7 separate regions of the Mus musculus genome follow, and regions 1, 2, 3, 5, 6 and 7 are each linked to region 4. The links are chromatin contacts, called in public HiCAR-type, HiChIP or PLAC-seq and promoter capture Hi-C maps. All regions are on one chromosome and are shown on one strand. The core of a region is the stretch at or near the end of the contact, and the rest is flanking DNA. Distances in the headings are between cores, read along the strand shown.

Region 1 (2,785 bases), core at 167-2,666, 860 kb before region 4:
TCCAACTCCACCCAAAGCAGCAGGTGCTTGTGGCACCTCCGTGTCATGGTGTTTGTGGTATTCACATAAACCTAGACGCTTGGGAAAGGGACTCTCAATCCAGGAGTTTCCTTTTATCAGATTGGTGTGTGGGCACATCTGTGGGCATGTCATTTTCTCAATTGCTGATGGCTTTGGAGGGACTAGCCCACTGTGGGCAGTGCCATCCCTGGGCATATGGGCTTGGGCTGTATAAGAACGAGAGCTGAACAAGCCAGGAGAAGCAGTCCAATGAGTTGTGTTCCTCCATGGCCTCTGCTTCAGGTCCTGTCTCCATGTCCCTGTCTCAGCTTTTGTCCCTGGTTTCACTTGAGGACAAACTGCAACTTGTAAGCCAAGTAACCAAGTAACCTTTCGTCCCTGCAGCTTGGCTTTGGCCAGTGCTTTGTCATAGAGACAGAAAGCAAACTAGATCTGAAGTTGGTACCAAGAGATGCAGGACCATGGAACAACAGCCAAGGTCACTGGCAGGAGTGGAGTGGAACTGGCCTTAGCCTACAGGACACGTGACTTTGTATGGACACAGATTTTCATTTCTCTTGAGTGAATAGCTAGATGGGCAATGACTGCATCATAAGTGCATGTGATTGTCAAAGTTGTAGCTGCTACGGTAGGAAGGTAATAGTATATCTTGGTTCTCCCTAATGGCCAATGACATGGAACACCTATGTCTGTGTCATGTTATTATATGTATGAACACACACACACACACACACACACACATATTACTTTAAAAAACATTTTCTCCCTTCCCTGTCCTTCTTCAATTCCTCCCATATTCTGTTCTTTGCAGTCTTTGAAATTCAGGGCCTCTTTTCTTCATTAACTGTTATTATATGCACATATGTATATACATATATTTCTAAATATAACCTGCTTATTCTGTATAACAGATGTGCTTTTGTTGTTGTTGTTGTTGTTGTTGTTGTTTTTCTTCAAGACAGGGTTTCTCTGTGTAGCTTTGGCTGTCCTGGAACTCACTCTGCAGACCAGGCTGGCCTCGAACTCAGAAATCCACTTGCCTCTGCCTCCCAAGTGCTGTGATTAAAGGCATGCACCACCACCACCCAGCAACAGATATGCTTTTAATTTAATTTTTAATTTAAGTGTTTGCTAAACTGTTTTGCTCATTTAAGAAGCATTTTAAATAAACATTATTATTACTGTATGTATATATATGATGTGTGTGACAGGTGTGTACATACTCGTGTGTGTGTGTGTGTGTGTGTGTGTGTGTGTGTGTGTAGGTCAGAGGACCACACTGTGGAGTCATCCCTTAAACGGATCCCAGGGAATGAAATCCAGATCACCAAGTTCATCCAGTGCTGCCTTTTTCTGCTGAGTCATCTCACCAGCCTAACTTCTCTTTTTCTGCTGAGTCATTTCACCAGCCTAACTTCCCTTTGAGTCTTCAGGGTTCCTTAAATGATCTGGACACAAGTCCTTGGTCGGCATCTGTCTCACAAAATTTTGCTTCAGGTGGTTCTTTTTATTTCTGTAAGGATGTCCTTTGAAGGTATAACATTTTAAACTTGGGCAAGAGCTATGTTTTTTTTTTGTTTTGTTTTGTTTTGTTTGTTTGTTTTTTTCCTGGATCTTGTTTTTGGTATCATGTCTGAGAAACCCAAGGTTGCAAAGGTTTCATTCTGTTTGTTTTTGTTCTCTTGAGAAATTTCACAGTTTAACATTTTATGCCTAAGCGTGTGATCCATTTTGATTATTTTTATAGGCATGTGAGACATGAATCAATTAAAAGTAACTTTATTGTTTTAAATTATGTATGTGTGTGTGTGTGTGTGAATGTCTATATGTAGGTATGTGCACATGAGTGCAGGTGCCTACAGAGGTTGTGGGAATCTGTAATCTTAGAGAATATAAGATGACCTGAAAGACCATCCCCCCAGAAGGTTGTGTTGAGCACTCCCTTCCTGTGATGTCCCAGCCAAACAAGCTTTACAAGAAAGCAAGGCAGGTGCAGCTAATGACCAAGAATGTTTAGTTCCCTCTTCTGGTGACTAAGACCTCACCACACCCAGGGCCATCAATGCTGGTTAAGGAAGGTCATGAAAGACACTTGTCTCTCTGGAAGGGAGAGGCTAATTACCATTTCTAAAGGGGGGAAAGAAAAAGTCAGCTGGGGCCAACAATGGGCTTAAACCAACTCTTGTTGTTATCAAGGCCTTCCCTTAAACTGTATAAAAAGTGTGGGCCTAGGAGATTCAGGGTCACCTCTGCCCCTATTGCAGGATGGCCCCCGGCACACCTGATCAATAAACCTCATTTTTATTGCATCGATCTCCGTCTCTGTGTTTCTGTGAGTGGGACATCCTGGACTAAGGCTCATTGGGTCTTACAAGGTCAGAAGAGTTGGATGCCTTGAAACTGGAGTTACAGGTGATTGTAAGTTGCTTGATGTGAGTGCTGGGAATTACACTCAGGTCTTTTGAAAACCTTTGAAATGGTAGTTGGTGCTCTAACCACTGCCAATTTTCCTCTAAGTGCTAGATAGACAGGTTGATTGATGACTGTGTTTGAGTCTGCTGTAAGCCTGTTCATATTCTGAGCTCTGGTTATATTAATTTATGGAGAGAAGTTCCGACTATGATTATGGACTTGTCTATTTTTTGTGACATTCTCTCTGGTTTGGCTTTATAAAATTCTGAAACAAAAAATTGTTCTATGTGCTGAACGTTTCATACTGTTATGTCCTCTTGATGGACTGAGCCCATATCTTCATGAGATGAAT
Region 2 (2,841 bases), core at 124-2,623, 800 kb before region 4:
CAGTTCTTTCTGAGATGCCCTGTTTTTCCTACATTTCTGTATGCTTTCTGGACTACTTGCCGTGTGTGTGTGTGTGTGTGTGTGTGTGTGTGTGTGTGTGTGTGTTAAACTATGCATGTGTGTACATGTGTGCATGTATATAAAACTATGCACTTGTGTACCTGTGTATATGTATGTGTAAGCACTTATGTGTGTGTGTGCACATGTGCATAAGCATGCACGTGGAGACCAGATGTTAACACCAGGTGTCTTTAGCTGTTTTCCAGCCTAATTTTTTTCAGACAGGATCATACACGGGACCCATGGTTAATTGATTCTGCTACGTTGGCTGACTGGCTACAGTGATCTACCTGTCTCCACCTGTCTCCCCATGCCCCAGTACTGGGGTGACAGGTGTTTACCACCGTGCTTATATTTTACTTAGATAGTTGGGATGGAACTCTGGCCCTCATGTTTGCATGGCCTGTTAGTTTACTCACTGGTCCACCCTCCCCACCCTCCCAGCCTCTCCATGTATTATTTCTTTGCTCCTCACTGAACACATTAGTTTCTTTGGCAGAAACACAGTCTGTGCTCCTTTCATGACAGTGTATTTGGTCTCTCACCTAGACCATTTCTTATCATGTCTTCATGGCTAGCTCATGTTTGCTTCCACGATCCTTCCCCTTCCATTTGCACACTCTGCCACTGTAGGTCGCTTGCTTATATTCATAGCTTGGAGAAACAAGAGTCTGTATTTTCAGACAACTCAAATCCCAAACCTGCATTCTGTGGCTGGTGGATTGTGTGCAGGCTCAAGTGTGGAGAGATTTGGGAGAATTTCTACAGGGTTCACTTTGAAAACTACAACAGATGATGAAACCATCCAGCAGAATTTGGTTCCCCTGAGCCTTGGTTTTCCAGATGCTATTTTTGTGCCATTTATGAGTAGAGCTGCAAAAATTGACATCACAGAACCTGACAGTTAGGAGGGAACTTTGGCATTTATTCTTTGCCATTACTAGTTCCCAAATCTATGCTGTGGCAGTGAGCACATAGACCTTGGAGTCTGGATGGCTTGATTTCAAATTCTGGCTCTGCCTCTCCGGAGCTATGGTACTGTGAACAAGTGATGCCAGCCCTGAGCCTGGATTTCCTCCTGTTACAAAATGAGGGTGGCTGAGATAAAACATGGTGAATGAGCAGTATTCAGCACACAGTAGGCACTCAGCCATGTTATTTTTGGTCTCCAATGATCTGCCTCAGTTCTGAGGCAATGAACAAGTAAGGTTTTCCTAAGGATTGGCTGAGAGAAGACAGATGTTAAAGGCAGGTGGAGAATTCTGTTGAAGATTTCATAACCTTTATTTTTAGCTTCTGTGCCAAGGAAGGAACCTCAGCTCTCCCACTGTAAAGAGAGAGATTCCAAGCACCTTCTGCCTCATGCACAGTAAAGTGGAATAGTACATGACTTGATTAAAAGCTGTATTATACTTCCCATCTGCAAATGAATGACAATTGGATAGAAGCTGTGTTCAGCAATTTCATTACCTGGTTAGGTAGCATACCTCCCAAACAGTGTGCCTCAGTAATTACTGTACACTTTTCTTAAATACCCCAATTACAGATTGTCTTATAACCGGATGATACACATCCATAATTTTATATTTATGGATAAGTGCTCTTTCCTGACAACTTGAACATCTAAATTATGCAACACGAAATCAGATAATTGCAGAGAAACATTTGTCGTCTGGCTTGTGAGATCTCTGGTAAACAGTGTAATTATATGGTGTCGGTTTGGAGGTGCGTTCCTGATGTTTGTCAGTTGTCTTTCCATCATCTTGTTCTTAATAGTGAATTCAAATTTAGAGAATAGGCTCCATCCTTGACAACTCTCCTCAGGTTGCCATGCCCTAGCTTTTGTTACCCAGTGTTCTTAGAGCCATGGATACAGCTAAGCATGCTTATCCAAGGCAGCCATTTTGGAGAAGGCTGTCCCTGGGCCTTTGCATCTCCCCTCATATCTCATTGTCTCACTCAGGACTAGCCACTGATTGAACTCGATGCCTCAGGTATTGGTGATTGGCTCAGAGAGTGGCTATGTGATTCTAGCAGAGCAAACTCCTATTCACTCCTGGAGCTGAAATAGATACTGTGGAAAAAACATTCTTGCTTTTAGTTGGACCAAGAAAGGAAACTGGAGTTGGATAGGGCTGGCTGCTGCTGTTTTTCCTGTTGTATATTAGTTACTTGTTTACTTTGCTGTGATCAAATATGTCACAAGAAGCAATTAAAAGAGGAAGGGTGTTTTCTGGATTATAATTGGAAGGAATGCAGTTCACCACTACAGGAAGGAGGTGGCAGCAGGAGCAGGAGCCTGGTGAGCTCTATCACCTCTGCATCAGGAAGCAGAGAATGTGCAAAAAGAGTGTGGTATGGATAGAGAGCCCCAAGTGTCCCACTTCTTCTTGACAGACCTCAAAACCTTTCCAGCTGGAGACTGTGTTCAAACACGTGAGCCCCTGGGGGAGATTTCCTATTCAAATCACAATGCCCATCACATAGAAAAAGAGAGGCCCATTATAGTTGAGTTCCTAGTGAGTGTAGACAACAGACAGGATGCCTTCTTATCTAAGAGGAAAAGCGTGCAGTCAAGGAGAGAAAAGGAAGGAGATGAATGGCGGAGGAGGATTGATGGGGTGGGGGAGAGGAAGTAGGTTTTATAGCATGGAAGACTCAAGGTTCTTCAGTGAGGAGACCATCCTCTCTTCTCCTCTTTTAGTTTTAAGGCTGTTAATGAGGTGGGCATGGAGAGGAGAGAGGAAGAAAGTCTAGACAAAGGCAAAGAGAAAAGGTTCT
Region 3 (2,700 bases), core at 77-2,576, 660 kb before region 4:
CCAGAGGGGACCTTCAGCCAATACCAGAGAGTAGCTCTGGTCAGAAGGCTTCAATTGCCCATTTAGTTTGTCTAAATCCGAGCGATGGCACTGACCGAAAGCACAGTAGGAAGACAGATTGTTTCCAGAGATGTGGGAGGGCTCACCTTCCTGCAGTATCTGTTAGGTGCATTTGTGTGTGTTTGAGCCTCACATGGGCCTTCACATGTGGGCCTGGGTACCAGAAGCCTGGTGCGAGGGTTCTGGTGAAGGGAAGTGAGTGCGGGCAGGGAGGCTGTGCCTTCCAGATCACTCGGTAACTCCAAGAAGCCAACTATCCAGTGAGGAGTGGGCAGGACCTCAGGTGGCTCTTCAGGAGAGAGGATCTCTTCCCAAGTGTTACAGCTCTTGGAACAAAAGACTCAGATGATGGAGTAGTTCTCGCACACCTTTAATTCCTGGATAGGATTTATATACAGTTTTGGGGGTGATTCAGGGTTCAACAGCAGGTATCTCTCATTGGTTTGGACTGAGAGCTTGGGGAAAACCTTATTTGCATGTGGGAAGGCTTGGTGCTGCTCCTATGTGACTGATAGCCACACACTTCGCCAGGAGCCAGGGGCGGAGAGACATGATCAAACATCTTTTGTCTCATGTAGGTGGAAATCATCATCCATCGGGGGTCCGGGGTTCCAGACCTTTGCTTGACTGGAGACTAGGCTGTCTGTGTGCAGCCCACTGCCCTAACAGGGTGGTTGTTGTCAGCAAGATTAAATGAAGTAACTCTGGAAACATGCCTGCTACATGTTAGATGTACTTCATTGATACACGAATCCTCTTTGCTTGCTTTCTTCCTGAAAGGAAAGGTATGCTCATGCCAGAGACATGGTACTACAAAGGACACCCTGTGATACCAGCTGCCAGACTGCACAGAGGTGCCAAGACTTCCAGTAACAGGGAGCACTCCAAGCTTCTGGAAGCTTCAGGCTCCTTTTACATCCTTGACAGGAGACATCCAGGACCTCCTGAACATCCACCATAAACACATTTCCTATGGGGTCCATTAATTATGCACTCCCTCACCTCCATGAATATTTCAGGGTTTATATGCATAAATAAAACATACATTAATTAGAAGTTTGCAATTGGATTTCTTTCCTGACCTGTCATTACCATCAGTGTGTGTTGTCCACAGACATAAATCATTCAACATCTTCCTTCCTGGACCGGGTGTTCTCCTCTGTTAGATCAGAATAAGCGGTTCAAAGAGCCTTGGTGTGTAGTCGCCAAACACTAACACTGACCAAATCCTTTTGTTTCTCTTTTGTGGAAGAAATTAAAATTATTCATGAGGTACTGCTCAGCTGAACAGTTGGCTCCTTTCCCTCCACTGCGGGGACAGATTTCCTGGCCAGAGCTTGCTTCTGACGAATTGAACATTGGTTAAAAGTGAGCATCTTCTCCAAGCGGTGACATTAATACACTTAATGTTCAGAGAGCCTTGGCATATTCTGCTGGGAGGCTGCCAAACAACTATATTAGGTGGATTCTCTCACCTTCAATAGGATTATTAGGTGGTCCAAGTTTACTGTGTGTCTATTCACTTGGACCAGGTGCAAACAGATGTGTGCCATTTGTGTCTTCAAAGCATGAGTTGGTATGTGCCTTCAATGGGTCCTTGATATTCCCCTCAACAAGTCACCCAGAGAACTGGGACCCTGTTCTGGCTTGTACTTACAAGCTGAGGCCTGATGCTCAGAGTCTTTTTCTCTTAAGTTGTGGGCTTGGAGGCTGACTCATGGATTACTCTCAGCACTCTCTGGCTTAAGGGTCACTAACTGAAACTTCCATAATCAAGCAACATGGACAGGCAAAGTGGATTGATAGGGAATGGGAGATGACATAGTGTAATGAAATCAGAGAAGTTGGGACACATGGAATATTGATGATGAATTTGAACATAGATTTATGTGGCTCTCAGGTTTTAACAAAACCCATTGTGGAAGGGGCAGGCCCTGAAAAAAAGCAAGAGCTCTCAGGCGTATTTCAAAGTATGTGTGTGTGCATATTTTGCTGTTGAGTTTATCCTGAATTTTTCTAGTTCTGCTTTTCTTGCTTCTCAATAGTATTCTGATCTAGGAATTCAAACACAGGCAAATCTACTGCCTGCCTAAGTTCTTCCCATGGCATATCATGTGGAGACACAGATTTCCTTCTTCCTCTGTGCACAGATCTCAGCTTCAGCAATCTCTACAACTACTGAAGGCTTGGTTAGCCCAACAGATATTTTGCAGCTTTTGGTGTCTGTGGTCTGTGCTGCCATGGAAGCCACATTGGTGTCTGAGGTCTGTGCTGTCCTTTGGGACCAGGTGGATATCTGTGATCTGAGCTGCCAATGGAATTCTTGTAAGAGTTCAGGAGCCATGCTGTCATCTTTTTTTTTAATTAGGTATTTTCCTCATTTACATTTCCAATGCTATCCCAAAAGTCCCCCATACCCTCCTCCCCACCCCCCTACCCACCCACTCCCACTCTTTGGCCCTGCATGCTGTCATCTTAAACAATGCGAAGTACATGATTCCTGCTGCTGCCGGTTGCTATAGGCAAGGAAGGCACTATTTGAGTGGTATTGATGACTGCAGACTCATAATTGAGAATGAGAGATACTAAAGACTTCTGAGACAGCCCCTTCCCCTCAAAGAAAGCAATCCAGACAGCAAG
Region 4 (2,819 bases), core at 314-2,813:
CTAACCGGGGCGGAGGAGAGATGGAGAGGCAGGGTCAGCCCACCAGTGCTAAGGGAAGGTGGGGGGAGGGATGCAGTCTGCAGTGCTCACAGCCCCCTTATGCACCCTGGGGGCTCGACCAGAGAGGGAGCTGGAGCTTGGTGCCTATGACACCCTCGGTGCGGGTCTTCACTTCCTGTGGCTGATAACCAGAGCTCCTTTCAGGGACGCACCGGAGAGTGGAAGCCCCAGGTTGGCCACCCACGAGAAGCTTAGTGGGAACCTCCACCCTCACCCCCTACCACCACCTCGGCGCCCGGCTACTGGGAGTTGTGCGACCAGGAGCTGCTGAGCCTGGGGTGGGGGGTGGGGGGCAGGAAAGGAGGGGGCGCTGGCTGAGTTTGCTATGAGCCGGGAGGAGAAGAGGGGGAGGGAAGGACGCGGGCTCCCGCGGTCCCGGATCCCCGAGGGAGGTGTGATCACTCCCACGTAGCGACCCTCTTGTGCGTCCTGCCGCCCCCTCCTATCCATACCTTCCCCCCACCAGCTTCTCACAGGGCCCTCCCAGGCTCGGCGTCCCGCGCCAGCACTCACCGCAGCCTCTCTCCACATAGTTCTCAGCAGTGGCCACCCCTGGTCATCTCCAGGGCTGATTGCTGCCGCCGCGACTCTCAGAGCTCATCCGGCCCCATGCTCAGGCACAGCACCCCAGGAGCCTCTCTCCTAGAGCCCTGGCTCAGCTTTATGCTCCACTCCGGACAGCGGCTGCCAGGTCCTCTGAGCGCGCCTGGACACCCTCTCCGCAGTCCTGCTCCTGCTTGGCGTGCGTGAGTGTGTGAGTGTGTGTGTGTGAGTGAGTGTGGGAGCGCGCGCGCGCGTGTGGCCGGGGATCCCCGCGGTCCCTGGCGGAGAAGGGCGCAGGCAGAGGACCGCAGCTCCCTCCTGGCCCTTTCGCTGAAGGGCCAGCTCCGAGCTGGGCGTTCGGTTCCTCACTTGGTCAGCGGGAGCCCAGGAAAGAGCCTGGCCACCGCGGTTCACAACACTGGAGAAGCCAGGATCCTAGGGCACGCTTCTGCTGCGGTCGCCTAGGAGGATAGAGGAAAGCAGAGGCGCCCACCACAGCAACTTAGGACTTGTTCTCAGCCAGCGAGACGCAACGCAGCAACCCCCGCGCAATCCGACGTTGTTTGGAGCTCTGGTCCGCCTGCAGCCGCCCACCCCGGAGGCGGGCCAAGGCAGACCCCGCAGTCCCTAGGCGGCGACGCGGAGCGCGGCCACCCTCTTCTGGAGCGCACGGCGGCAGCGGAACAAGGCCGACCTAGGTGTCTGGCTGGTGACGGGGGGAGCTTGCGGTGGCGCGCAACCTTGGTGCTGAAACCACGCTCTCCGCCCGCTCCCGGGCGTCTGGTGCTGCTGAAGAATCAATTATTCAGATCTCTGCTACGGATTCCTCCTCCTCCAGTGCCTGGCGCTGGGTGCAGCAATCTCTGTTCCACGCAAGGCACGCCGACACGCACACACCCGCCCAGGATGCTTCTCTCAATGCCTCACCACCCTGATATGGGAACCCACTCTGATGTCAGAGAGCCGGGAGCTTAAAATCAGAAACATATATACTCTCTCCAAGCACAGACACGCGTGCGCGCGCGCATACACACACATACACACACAGACGCGCACCCACAGACACACATACACACTTGCTGCTTCCTTCTCTAAGTTGTTCGAGACAAAACGTAACCCTGTGGTTGCCTCTTCTAAGTCACCAGAACGGATAAGCCAAGAGCCTGGGGCTAACTGGCTGTGAAAACTGACTGGCTCCAATTCTAGCAGCTGGGCATGAGGCTCCTTGTTAGATGTCTACATTTGACCTTTGTACGGTCAGTCACTTGAATCCCAACACCTGTCTCTGCCTTTCTTCCCTTCCCTTGATGCCTCATGTCACCTGGATGTTTATGCTCCAAATGCATATGTTAAAATCCTAAGTATTAAGAGTACTGGCCTCCACAGTGATTAAGTCATAAGAATAGAATTGCATCCGGATCTTTATTTAAAAAAAAAAAAAAAAATCTCAGAGAGCTAGCCAGCTAGCCGGCTAGCCAGCTCCTAGCCCAGCCAGAAGCTGCCCCTAACAAACACAGAGCCTACTTCACCTTGTTCAGAGAACCAACTGTAAGAAACTTCTTGGACTCCTATACTGAGTAGTAGCTTTTGTTATTGCAGGTCTGCCAAACTCAGGAGTCACCCTCCTCCTTTAATGACTGATAATCTGAAAAAGCAGGCGAGCAACAGCAGTAAAAATAAATAAATAAATAAATAAATAAATAAATAAATAAATGCCATTTCTCAGGGTTATTTTGCAATAAAAAGACAATGGTCAAAGATTTAACAAAACCTGACACGTAGTAGGTACCCAAGAAAAAATGAGAGCCCTCTAAAGTAACTCATCCAGGGGGGATCGATATGGCTACAGAAAGGAGCCCCTGGTCCTGGAGACCCGTGGGTTTATTGTGGAGCTGATGTTGTGTGTGGAATACCCTGGGGTTTTACACAAAAGAAAACAAGGAAGCAGACAGAATCTGGACGGTAAAGGAAAAGGGGATGGGGGTGGGCAATGTGATACAACAGAGGCAGAAACTGGAGCAATGGTCCATTTACTGGGGCTGTGAATGGGCTGGACTGAGCCGGGCTAAGCTGGGCCTCTCTCTTGCATGGATATCATGCAAGACTCTGACCTGAGAACTTGAGAATGTTACACTGCCTTAGCTCAGATAAATGCACACCTGCAGCCCCAGCTACTAAGGAGGCTGTGCAGCCTAGGCAGAGCAAGCCCCATCTTT
Region 5 (2,700 bases), core at 123-2,622, 900 kb before region 4:
CCAAGGAGTTTTCATCAGAAGCACGGAAAGAGTCTGGGTTGTGGGCAAGGAAACTGTTTTCTCATCCACTGTCTCCATTAGCAGAGAGAAAGCTCGTGGGGTGTCAGAGGCTATAATTGTGACTGCCATTAGGTGAGGCACATCGTTAGCAGTGAATGGATAGAGCTCTGTGTGTGTATGTGTGTTTATTTGTGTACAGGTGCTTGTGGATGCAGATGTGATTGCAGTTGTGTGCACATGAACATAGAGAATATAGGACAACTTCAGCTGTTATTCCTCAGATACCATCCAGGGTTTTAAATTTTTATTTATTTATTTATTTATTATTTACTTTTTTGGCGACAATCTCCCATGGACTTGGAACTTGTGAGGTAGGCTAGGCTAGGCTAGAAGGCCAGGGAGCCCCAAGGATCCACCTATTTCTGCATCCCCAGTGTAGGGATAGAGCATGTATCACTATGCTTGGCTTTCTTTATTATCTCTTAAATGTGGGTTCTGGAGTATTGAACTCAGGTCCTCACGATTACGCGAAAGTGCTTTAGCAATCGAGCTATCTCCCCAGCCTGGGGCTTCCTTCTGTTTATACTGTGTTCCATCCTGCTTGCACCTGGCTGAGCTCTGTGACACAAAGACATCTAAAGGACTTTTCAGCTTCCAGGATCAGCCTGTTGTTACTCCATTCTTGACTCTAGCCGCAGTCCCTGGGTTTATCTTGGCTTTTTCTTGCTTTGGCACTAAACTATGGTCACCTCTTCCTTACTTTCCCCTGCCTGGATGCCAAGAGGGCTCAAGGTAGGGTCCAGCTGCCTCATCCATGGCCCTGTGGAAAAAGAGAATGCTGAAAGTCCGAGTTCACTCTTTGGCTTCTGTGGGACCTCCCAGTTGGGTGTGCTTAAATACCTTGTCCACGGAGAAAAAAGGCTTTGCCCTGGGGCCTCTCTGAGGTGCAGATCCAGAGCCCAGGCCGAGCTTCCTCTTGGTAATCAAGGGAGACACTCAGAGTGTTCTGTTTTCTGAACGAAGCCTTCACTTCCCTTCCTCCCTCTGGGGAAATTAGCTTGCTGGCATGGATGGAGGAAAAATAAACAAGCCTAACCTGAAATATGCATTAGAGTTTAGCTATTTTTGGAGGTTTCCAAGATTGAAAATGGCTGAGGGCTGACCAGTTCTCATCTGTCCTGAATTAACTTTCTGAGGTTTCGTGGGGGGAAGCGAGGGTCCAGGACACGTCAGAACACTTAGCTGGGATTGGTACTGATTTGTGGAGCTGGGAGAAAGAATTATGGCCACAAAGAGATCGTTTCTTTCAGAGTTTATTTCAAAGAGGGGCCGGAGGAAGCTCCTGGGCTCGGAGAACAATGAGAACAATGGGGACCCTGGGGCCTCACTGTGGCATTGATTGTGTTTTCCTTGACAGGGTTGAAACTTTGTGGCAAGGGTAGGCATGAGTCCTTTTTTTGGAATCCGCCAAACAGTATGGAGAGGCTGGCATTAAAGACCAGTGGCTAACTCGATGTTAAGGAGGAGATGGAAAGGAGAAGTCAGCTTGTGTCTTCTACTGCCTTCTGATCCCAATGCACATCCACACCCATAGCAGCTTGGAATTGTGACTCCACTGGAACACAAACAAACACAAACAAACAAACCTCAGCAGATTCTAACTGCAGTGAGCTGAACAAACTCAGCTCCTACCAGATGGGCACTCCCTTGTTTAGCACGGGTTCAAAGCATCCCCACAGTGTTTTCATCTTTGCTAGTCATGGGGACAAAAAGACTTAACTTTTTTTTTTTAAAGTTTATTTTGCCTGCATTTATGTCTGTGCACCATTCCCATGTGGGACAGAAGAGGGCATTGAATCCCCTGGGACTAGAGTTACAGTTAGTAACAAGTCACCATGTGGGTGCTGGGGACTGAACTTGGATCACCTGAAAGAGCAATTGGTGCTCTTAACCACCAAGCCATCACTCCAGCCCCCCAAAATGACTTAATTTTTTTTTTAAATTCATGGTGTGTGTATGTGTGTGTGTGTGTATAGAATCTCATTTTGTACTCAAAACTAGCCTGGCTCTTGTGATTCTCCTGTCTTCTGCTCCAGAGTGTTGGGTGTTTCGGCCCAAGGTGGGCCCCCAAGTGGCAGTGTCCTTGTTGGAAAGGAGGTCTGGGCTCAGCTCAGGCTGTGCTCTGACCAGGTAAACAGAAGCTTTGCTGGGGATAAACAAAACCTTAAAAGCTGTGCTCTTCAGAACCTTGTTTGTCAGGACAAACCGTTACAGCCCACCCTCATCTGCTCTTACAGGCAATGCAGCATCTAGGGCATATTAACACATAGGTGCAGCATACATCAAAGTCCCCACCCCGTTCCCGTTCCCAAGCTCTTCCAGCCTGCAGACCTCCTCTCCACAATGACTGAAAACTCCCAGGCTGTTCCCACTTACACATTCCCTCCCTCTGCTGCAAATACTCCTTTAAACCTGACTAGGCTTTCCCACCTTTTGATACTCTCTTTGGTACTTTCTTGGCAGTTTGAATAAACCTTTCCTTCCACCTACAGGGTGGTCCAGTTTTGTGGTTTCACTGAGCCTGAACTATTCCTGGAGGTGAAAGTTATTAACAATTCCTTCTGCAGTCCAAGCTGCATGAGGTCTGCCATAAGTCTTGGAAAACAATTCTAAAGGAATTCCTGAGCCTTCTGTGTCTAT
Region 6 (2,899 bases), core at 144-2,643, 850 kb before region 4:
GGGCCTCTCCTCCCATTGATGACTGACTAGGCCATCCTCTGCTGCATATGCAGCTGGAGCCATGAGTCCCACCATATGTTTTCTTTGATTGGTGGTTTAGTCCCAGGGAGCCCTGGGGGTACTGGTTATTTCATATTGTTCCTCTTATGTGACTGCAAACCCCTTCAGCTCCTTGGGTCCTTTCTCTAGCTCCTTCATTGGGGATCCTATGCTCAGTCCAATGGATGGCTGTGAGCATCCACCTCTGTGTTTGTGAGGCACTGGCAGAGCCTCACAGGAGAGAGCTATATTAGGCTCCTGTCAGTAAGCACTTGTTGGCATCCACAACAGTGTCTGAGTTTGGTGATCGTATATGGGATGGATCGCCAGGTGAGTCAGTCTCTAGATGGTCATTTCTTCAGTCTCTACTCCACACTTTGTAACTCCTTCCATGGGTGTTTTGTTCCCCCCTTCTAAGATGGATAGAAGTATCCACACTATGGTCTTCCTTTTTCTTGAGTTTCATGTGGTTTGTGAACTGTATCTTGGGTATTCCAAGCTTCTGGGCTTCTGGCCTCATACCTCTGGACATACCTCTGGCTTTTGGGACCTTTGACCACACTGTGGATACCCTGGTTGAGACTATTGGTAGTCACTGAAGTTTATTAGGGTAGACACTAAATCCAGCAGGTCTCAAGTGTCTCTTTCCTGGCAGGCGGGTGGGCGGGTGCGCAGACAGCCTTCTTTCCTGTTCCCATGCAGATGATGGCAGCTGAAGAGTTGCACTGACCACGCCTTTACTAATGAGGAAGCTCAGGAAAGGGCAATCAACAGCATCAGCTTTATTCTCTCCCAGGAGAGGATGCTCTGCTTTGGATCCAGGTTTTTCTTCTGGAAAAACACAGACTGTTTCTGAGACTGCAAGAGCCAGGGCAAGGGCAAGGAGCCAGTGCCCTCCCCAGGAGCCAGTGCCCTCCCCAGCTTCAGTGCTGGGGCCACAGACCCAGGCTCCCTAGGGAGTCACTGTGGGAGCTCCAGCCTGGGGCCCCTCTTGCCCTCTCGTCAATGACTGCCAGCTTGAGTTTGGTAAAACATGGGATTTTCCTAAAGTGGGAACTCCTCAGCCAAACCTGGAGCCTTCCCTAACTGAACTAGCTTTCCTTCTCTTCCCCTGCTCCCTGGCACCACCCTCTCCAAATGCGCTTAAAACAGGAATCGCTGTGACATAAGGAATGTATTTGATCTCTGCTTCAGTTCCTGGCACACAGCTAGTAAAACGCTTTTAACCTTTTGGGTGGGACAGATGAGATGAGAGCTCTTTTGTTTCATTCTTTGGTCTTAGTTCCTAACACAAGACCTTTAAAAACCCTTGACTCTTCTGAGTGCCTTTCTGTATGCTAATGAGGCTATCTGGCTGGGGAAGTACCAAATTTGCTATTGTAAGCTGGACTTTTCTGGCCCACACAGACCTCTGTGGCTCAAGGAGGGCTGGAGAAGGAGTCAAGGCACCAATGGCCAGGAACCTCATCAACTGTGCTTGTGGGATGGAGCCTCTGGAAAAACTACAAGCAATGGACTAGTGAATGTATTCACATGTGGGGAGGATGGCACCCTAATTGGGACTTGGGATCTGGTCTGAGACCCTTTGGATCTCATCCTCTGGCCTCTTTACCTGGCTGTTCATTTAGGATCCTAAGCAAGCAGTTTCCTTGAGTGTTTTTGAGGCACTCTGGGAAATAATCACACCTGATCAGTGGTGGTGGGAACCACAAGTTCCAAGTGCAGGTGACCAGGTGGGAATAGGGGTTCTTAGTGCAGGTGATCAGGTGGGAACACAGGTTCCAAGTGCAGGTGACCAGGTGGGAACAGGGGTTCTTAGTGCAGGTGATCAGGTGGGAACACAGGTTCCAAGTGCAGGTGACCAGGTGGGAACAGGGGTTCTTAGTGCAGGTGATCAGGTGGGAACACAGGTTCCAAGTGCAGGTGACCAGGTGGGAACAGGGGTTCTTAGTGCAGGTGACCAGGTGGGAACACAGGTTGCAAGTGCAGGTGACCAGGTGGGAACAGGGGTTCTTAGTGCAGGCGATCAGGTGGGAACAGGGGTTCTCAGGGCAGGTGACCTGGAATTTGGATCTGGAGTAGAAAGAGGATCAACTCGCAGGGTTTTGCTCTAAGGTCTGCCCGACTCTGAGCAGTTTTGGAATCAAATTAGGATGTCCTGTTGGTGTCAAGATCTGGAGAATTAGTCGATTTAGGGGTGAAAGTTCCGAAGTGTTTCGAGAGAACAGGGACTACTCATCTACATGTCTCTTTAGCATCTTAGTCTTGCCTGCTTCCACCTTCTTCCTGTGGAAGTATGTACTTGCATCTGGTTTTGACCTTGACTGGGAATTGCCTCCTCCAGGAAGCCTTCCTCCACCTCACAGCATGGCCAGGTAGCCTATAAATGTGTTCCCAGCGATCCCTGTGATTTTCTTCCCTCCTTATTTTATTATATATGTTTTTCATGTGGACTGAGCAGAGCACACCTTCAGTTGCTGTGAGTCATATGACCCTTTGAGATGAGGGGAAGGGACACGTCACATGTGCTTCCTTCCTGCTATAATCAAGTTGGCCACAGAGGCATCAGAGGCATTAATCAATAATTTAATTTCTTAAGAGGTCATTAATTTAAGAACCTTCTTATTGGCCACTTGGATGGCTATGTGAGGATTTGGAAGGATTTAGAGCCTCTTAATTTTTCTAACTGGCACATTCCCCTTCATCTCTTTTCAAAAGGAGAGGAGCAAAATGCCATCATCATATTTCATGTCCTGGCCTTGAATACCTGCCACAGGGACATTCTCCTTTCTGCCCTAATTAAATGGGGAGGGCATTCCTAGTTTTTATGTTCCTGTAAAACATATCTACCACACCAAAC
Region 7 (2,758 bases), core at 222-2,721, 920 kb before region 4:
GGCTTCTGGTAGATCTGCAGCACACTGCAGCAAGTCATAACTCATAAACTATCGGGGCTGGGGAGATAGTCTAGTCTGCAAAGTGCTTGTCTAGCAAGTACGAGGACCTGAGTTTGATACCCAGAATCCACATTAAAGAAAAAAAAGCAAAAACAAAAACAAAACAAAAATAAAACCCTAACAACCAAAACTACCCCCCCAAAACACCAAACAGCTGGGTTGGGGTGGTACGTACTTGCAATCCTAGTTCTGAGAAGTGCTCAGAGGGCTAAGATGGGCAGATGTTTGGCTGTGCGAAACTGGCAAGTTCCAGACCAATGAGAAACACTGTCTCAAAAATCAAGCTGGACAATGAATAATGAATGACAGCTGAGGCTGTCCTTTGACCTCTACATGTGTGCATACACATCTCTACATGCACCTTCATACACATATACCTACACACATTTGGGTACGCTTGGGTGTTCAAAAGCTGTCAGTGAGGTGAGCTTTTTTTCCCTAGTGTAGAGAGATCACTGCTCAAGGCTGGCCCCTGTATAACCCCCAGAAGATTGTGAGCAGAGCCTATGTATTGTCCCAGAGGCCTCTGGGAGCTGACTAGGGAGCATCAGGCCAGTTTGTGGAGTGTGCCATGCAAGGAAGAGAACCACAAATATGGAGACCAGCTCAACGTGCCTTAAAGCGATGTATATTTGGTCTCAGCCTAGTCTGTTAAGTGAGACCATGTATGTATTTCAAGAAGGTCAGGCAGTGGAGGACAGAGGCTCTGCAAGGCTGGATCTGTGCTCAGCCATTTAGGAAAATGAAGTGCACTTTGGGTTGCTCCTCTGTACACCAGTGTAATGACAGCACCAAACAGATATGAAAACAGAATGTATCGGATGCACACTACGCATATGTAAGGCACATGTATGTGTAATGGCTCAGTCTGCTGTGTGGCAACAAAGCATTTGTCCTCTTATTCATGAGCTTGTGCATCTGTTCCTTCCAGACACTGGGACGTAAAAGCAAAAACACCAGCAGCCTGAACAGAAATTCAAGAATCATTGAAAGTCAGCTGGGACAGCACAAGCAGGATTCAGGCATGTGTTGGCAGCCCTCAGTGTCACGGTGGCAAGTCCCTCTTTCTCCTTTGTCACCTGTTGATGGATAGTAACAGAGAGGAGTGGTGCTGGCATCATTCCTGACACTTTCAAATATCAATTCCGGTGATTTCATGACAGTTGCTGTGACTATCATATCACCCTTCATTTGCAGACCAGGCCACCGAGATTCTTAGAGGTTAAATAACTTGCCCTAAGTTACACAGACGTTGCAAAGTGAAGGGGGAGAAACTGAAAAAATCAGCTCAGGAACTTTGGGAAGGTCATGAAGGGAGAGGCTAATTAGCATTTCTCAGACCACAGGGTGGGAGCCGACCTGCGGGTGGGGACACATTCCACAGGACTGACCATTGCTCACTTTCAGACAAGGGAAGTCCTTGTCACCTCATTCCCTAAAGACCAATCAGTTAAAGGGTGCACTGTTCCACCAATCATATTGTGCCTAGTTGCTGATGCTCTGTTCTGCCCCTGGAAACCATATAAAAACTCGCCAAACAGGTGCTGGTGGTCACTGCCTCTCCTTCCGGTCTCGCACCACCCCAGTGCACTGGAACAAATTCCTCTTGCTTTTTGCATCGATCCTGGCTCCACGTGGTTCACTGGGGGGTGGGGGTGGGGGTGGGTCCCCTGGTAAGCTAAGGCTCCCCAGAGTCTTACAAAACAACATGTCTAATTCCCAGATTCTTGCTTTTTTTTTTTTTTAATTTTTTTTCAGATTCTTGCTTTTGACTGATGCATCAGGCTGTGGGTCCTTAACTTTGTGCCTTTTCCATCTCCAATCCATTGGGCACAAGTCCACACTTTTCCAAGCATTTCAGTCCTGAGAGACACCTGCCCCAACTTGGTTCTGCTCAACTCACTTCAACTCGACTAATTTTAGTTTGACTCAGCTTAGATTGGTTAAGGCTAACTTAAGCAGAACATATACCTGGGTATCTGCATATGTGTATACAGGTGTGTGTGTGCGCGCGCACGTGTGCATGTGTGTGGTTATGCAAATGTGCATGTGGGCAACCTAGGCTGTCATTCCCGGGCATTGTCCATCTTTGTTGTTTTGAGACAGGGTCTCCCACCGACCTGGAACTTGTCTACTAGGCTGGCTAGTGCACCCCGAGGATCTGCACATCTCCAGTGCTGGGACCATTGGATTCCACATGAGCTCTAACATTCTTGTCTTTATGTAAGTAAGGCAAATATTTTATTGAGTGAAGCTTCTCTGTGGCAGTTAACACTGATTGTCAGCTTGATTGCATTGAGAGGCACCTAGGCAATGCCTTTCTGTGTATCTGTGAGGGTGCTCTAAATATGGACAGCATTGTTCTACAGGCTGAGGCCTAGATGGCATCAATGTAGATAAAAGAGGAAGCCCTCTGTCATCACAAGTGCTCTCTCTCTGTGTCCTGGTCTCTATGAGGTGAGCAGACTGTTCAGCCCCACCTTTCCACTGTGGCATTCTGCCTTAGGTCAGACTCATAGCAATGGATCCAGATGACGTCAGGCTGAGTCCTCTAAACTGTGAGTCCCAACAACTCCTTTTCCCAAGTGCTTCATCCCAGTGATGAAAGCCCTATTATTACAAGTGCTTCATCCCAGTGATGAAAGCCCTATTATTAAACCTTACCAGAGGAAGGGAACACCAGGAAATGTTTTAAAAC

The links. Promoter capture Hi-C pulls out the DNA fragments that hold promoters and counts their contacts. HiCAR-type assays count read pairs that join an accessible place to other places. HiChIP or PLAC-seq counts read pairs in DNA pulled down with a chosen protein or histone mark.
Region 1: a contact with region 4 is called in an H3K27ac HiChIP or PLAC-seq map of embryonic stem cells, with 15 times the contacts expected there. The contact joins the enhancer-like site here to the promoter of Grin2a in region 4. A contact is called at or near these places in 3 of 39 promoter capture datasets (cranial neural crest, embryonic stem cells and hippocampal neurons), 1 of 484 Hi-C or Micro-C datasets (embryonic stem cells), 13 of 115 datasets of contacts at active chromatin or transcription factors (VIP interneurons, embryonic forebrain, embryonic stem cells and 3 more) and 2 of 9 other capture datasets (embryonic stem cells and liver).
Region 2: a promoter capture Hi-C map of hippocampal neurons shows a contact between it and region 4, with 7 times the contacts expected there. The contact joins the enhancer-like site here to the promoter of Grin2a in region 4. A contact is called at or near these places in 3 of 39 promoter capture datasets (hippocampal neurons, liver and stem cell-derived epiblast-like cells), 2 of 484 Hi-C or Micro-C datasets (cerebral cortex and embryonic fibroblasts), 6 of 115 datasets of contacts at active chromatin or transcription factors (SST interneurons, embryonic forebrain, embryonic hindbrain and 2 more) and 2 of 9 other capture datasets (adipose tissue and embryonic stem cells).
Region 3: a contact with region 4 is called in an H3K27ac HiChIP or PLAC-seq map of VIP interneurons, with 12 times the contacts expected there. The contact joins the enhancer-like site here to the promoter of Grin2a in region 4. A contact is called at or near these places in 5 of 39 promoter capture datasets (embryonic stem cells, hippocampal neurons, liver and 2 more), 1 of 484 Hi-C or Micro-C datasets (muscle stem cells), 8 of 115 datasets of contacts at active chromatin or transcription factors (SST interneurons, VIP interneurons, embryonic forebrain and 4 more) and 1 of 9 other capture datasets (liver).
Region 5: a HiCAR-type map of embryonic stem cells shows a contact between it and region 4, with 6 times the contacts expected there. The contact joins the enhancer-like site here to the promoter of Grin2a in region 4. A contact is called at or near these places in 2 of 39 promoter capture datasets (cranial neural crest and liver), 1 of 484 Hi-C or Micro-C datasets (embryonic fibroblasts), 6 of 115 datasets of contacts at active chromatin or transcription factors (embryonic forebrain, embryonic midbrain, embryonic stem cells and 2 more) and 1 of 9 other capture datasets (embryonic stem cells).
Region 6: a promoter capture Hi-C map of embryonic stem cells shows a contact between it and region 4, with 6 times the contacts expected there. The contact joins the enhancer-like site here to the promoter of Grin2a in region 4. A contact is called at or near these places in 5 of 39 promoter capture datasets (embryonic stem cells, frontonasal cranial neural crest, hippocampal neurons and 2 more), 5 of 115 datasets of contacts at active chromatin or transcription factors (embryonic forebrain, embryonic stem cells, forebrain and 1 more) and 1 of 9 other capture datasets (embryonic stem cells).
Region 7: a contact with region 4 is called in an H3K27ac HiChIP or PLAC-seq map of embryonic stem cells, with 10 times the contacts expected there. The contact joins the enhancer-like site here to the promoter of Grin2a in region 4. A contact is called at or near these places in 5 of 39 promoter capture datasets (cranial neural crest, hippocampal neurons, liver and 1 more), 1 of 484 Hi-C or Micro-C datasets (cortical neurons), 3 of 115 datasets of contacts at active chromatin or transcription factors (embryonic midbrain, embryonic stem cells and forebrain) and 4 of 9 other capture datasets (adipose tissue, embryonic stem cells, liver and 1 more).

What each region holds. Positions count from the first base shown.
Region 1 is chr16:9,130,920-9,133,704 of GRCm38.p6, forward strand. No RefSeq gene overlaps it. Among named protein-coding and RNA genes, the nearest start is that of Gm30567, 78 kb to the left of the region's middle. Within about 2 kb of position 1,417, at least 26 of the 459 cell types and tissues checked have an H3K27ac peak or open chromatin away from gene starts, as enhancers often do. A contact at or near this core is called in embryonic stem cells, where this site is marked.
Region 2 is chr16:9,197,953-9,200,793 of GRCm38.p6, forward strand. No RefSeq gene overlaps it. Among named protein-coding and RNA genes, the nearest start is that of Gm41418, 81 kb to the right of the region's middle. Within about 2 kb of position 1,374, at least 6 of the 459 cell types and tissues checked have an H3K27ac peak or open chromatin away from gene starts, as enhancers often do. A contact at or near this core is called in hippocampal neurons, where this site is marked.
Region 3 is chr16:9,334,930-9,337,629 of GRCm38.p6, forward strand. No RefSeq gene overlaps it. Among named protein-coding and RNA genes, the nearest start is that of Gm41418, 56 kb to the left of the region's middle. Within about 2 kb of position 1,327, at least 5 of the 459 cell types and tissues checked have an H3K27ac peak or open chromatin away from gene starts, as enhancers often do. A contact at or near this core is called in VIP interneurons, where this site is marked.
Region 4 is chr16:9,994,250-9,997,068 of GRCm38.p6, forward strand. Grin2a (glutamate receptor, ionotropic, NMDA2A (epsilon 1)) reads right to left here and starts at 1,564. Exons shown (of 14, transcript NM_008170.4): 1 at 574-1,564.
Region 5 is chr16:9,091,314-9,094,013 of GRCm38.p6, forward strand. No RefSeq gene overlaps it. Among named protein-coding and RNA genes, the nearest start is that of Gm30567, 38 kb to the left of the region's middle. Within about 2 kb of position 1,373, at least 35 of the 459 cell types and tissues checked have an H3K27ac peak or open chromatin away from gene starts, as enhancers often do. A contact at or near this core is called in embryonic stem cells, where this site is marked.
Region 6 is chr16:9,148,663-9,151,561 of GRCm38.p6, forward strand. No RefSeq gene overlaps it. Among named protein-coding and RNA genes, the nearest start is that of Gm30567, 95 kb to the left of the region's middle. Within about 2 kb of position 1,394, at least 13 of the 459 cell types and tissues checked have an H3K27ac peak or open chromatin away from gene starts, as enhancers often do. A contact at or near this core is called in embryonic stem cells, where this site is marked.
Region 7 is chr16:9,070,785-9,073,542 of GRCm38.p6, forward strand. No RefSeq gene overlaps it. Among named protein-coding and RNA genes, the nearest start is that of Gm30567, 18 kb to the left of the region's middle. Within about 2 kb of position 1,472, at least 4 of the 459 cell types and tissues checked have an H3K27ac peak or open chromatin away from gene starts, as enhancers often do. A contact at or near this core is called in embryonic stem cells, where this site is marked.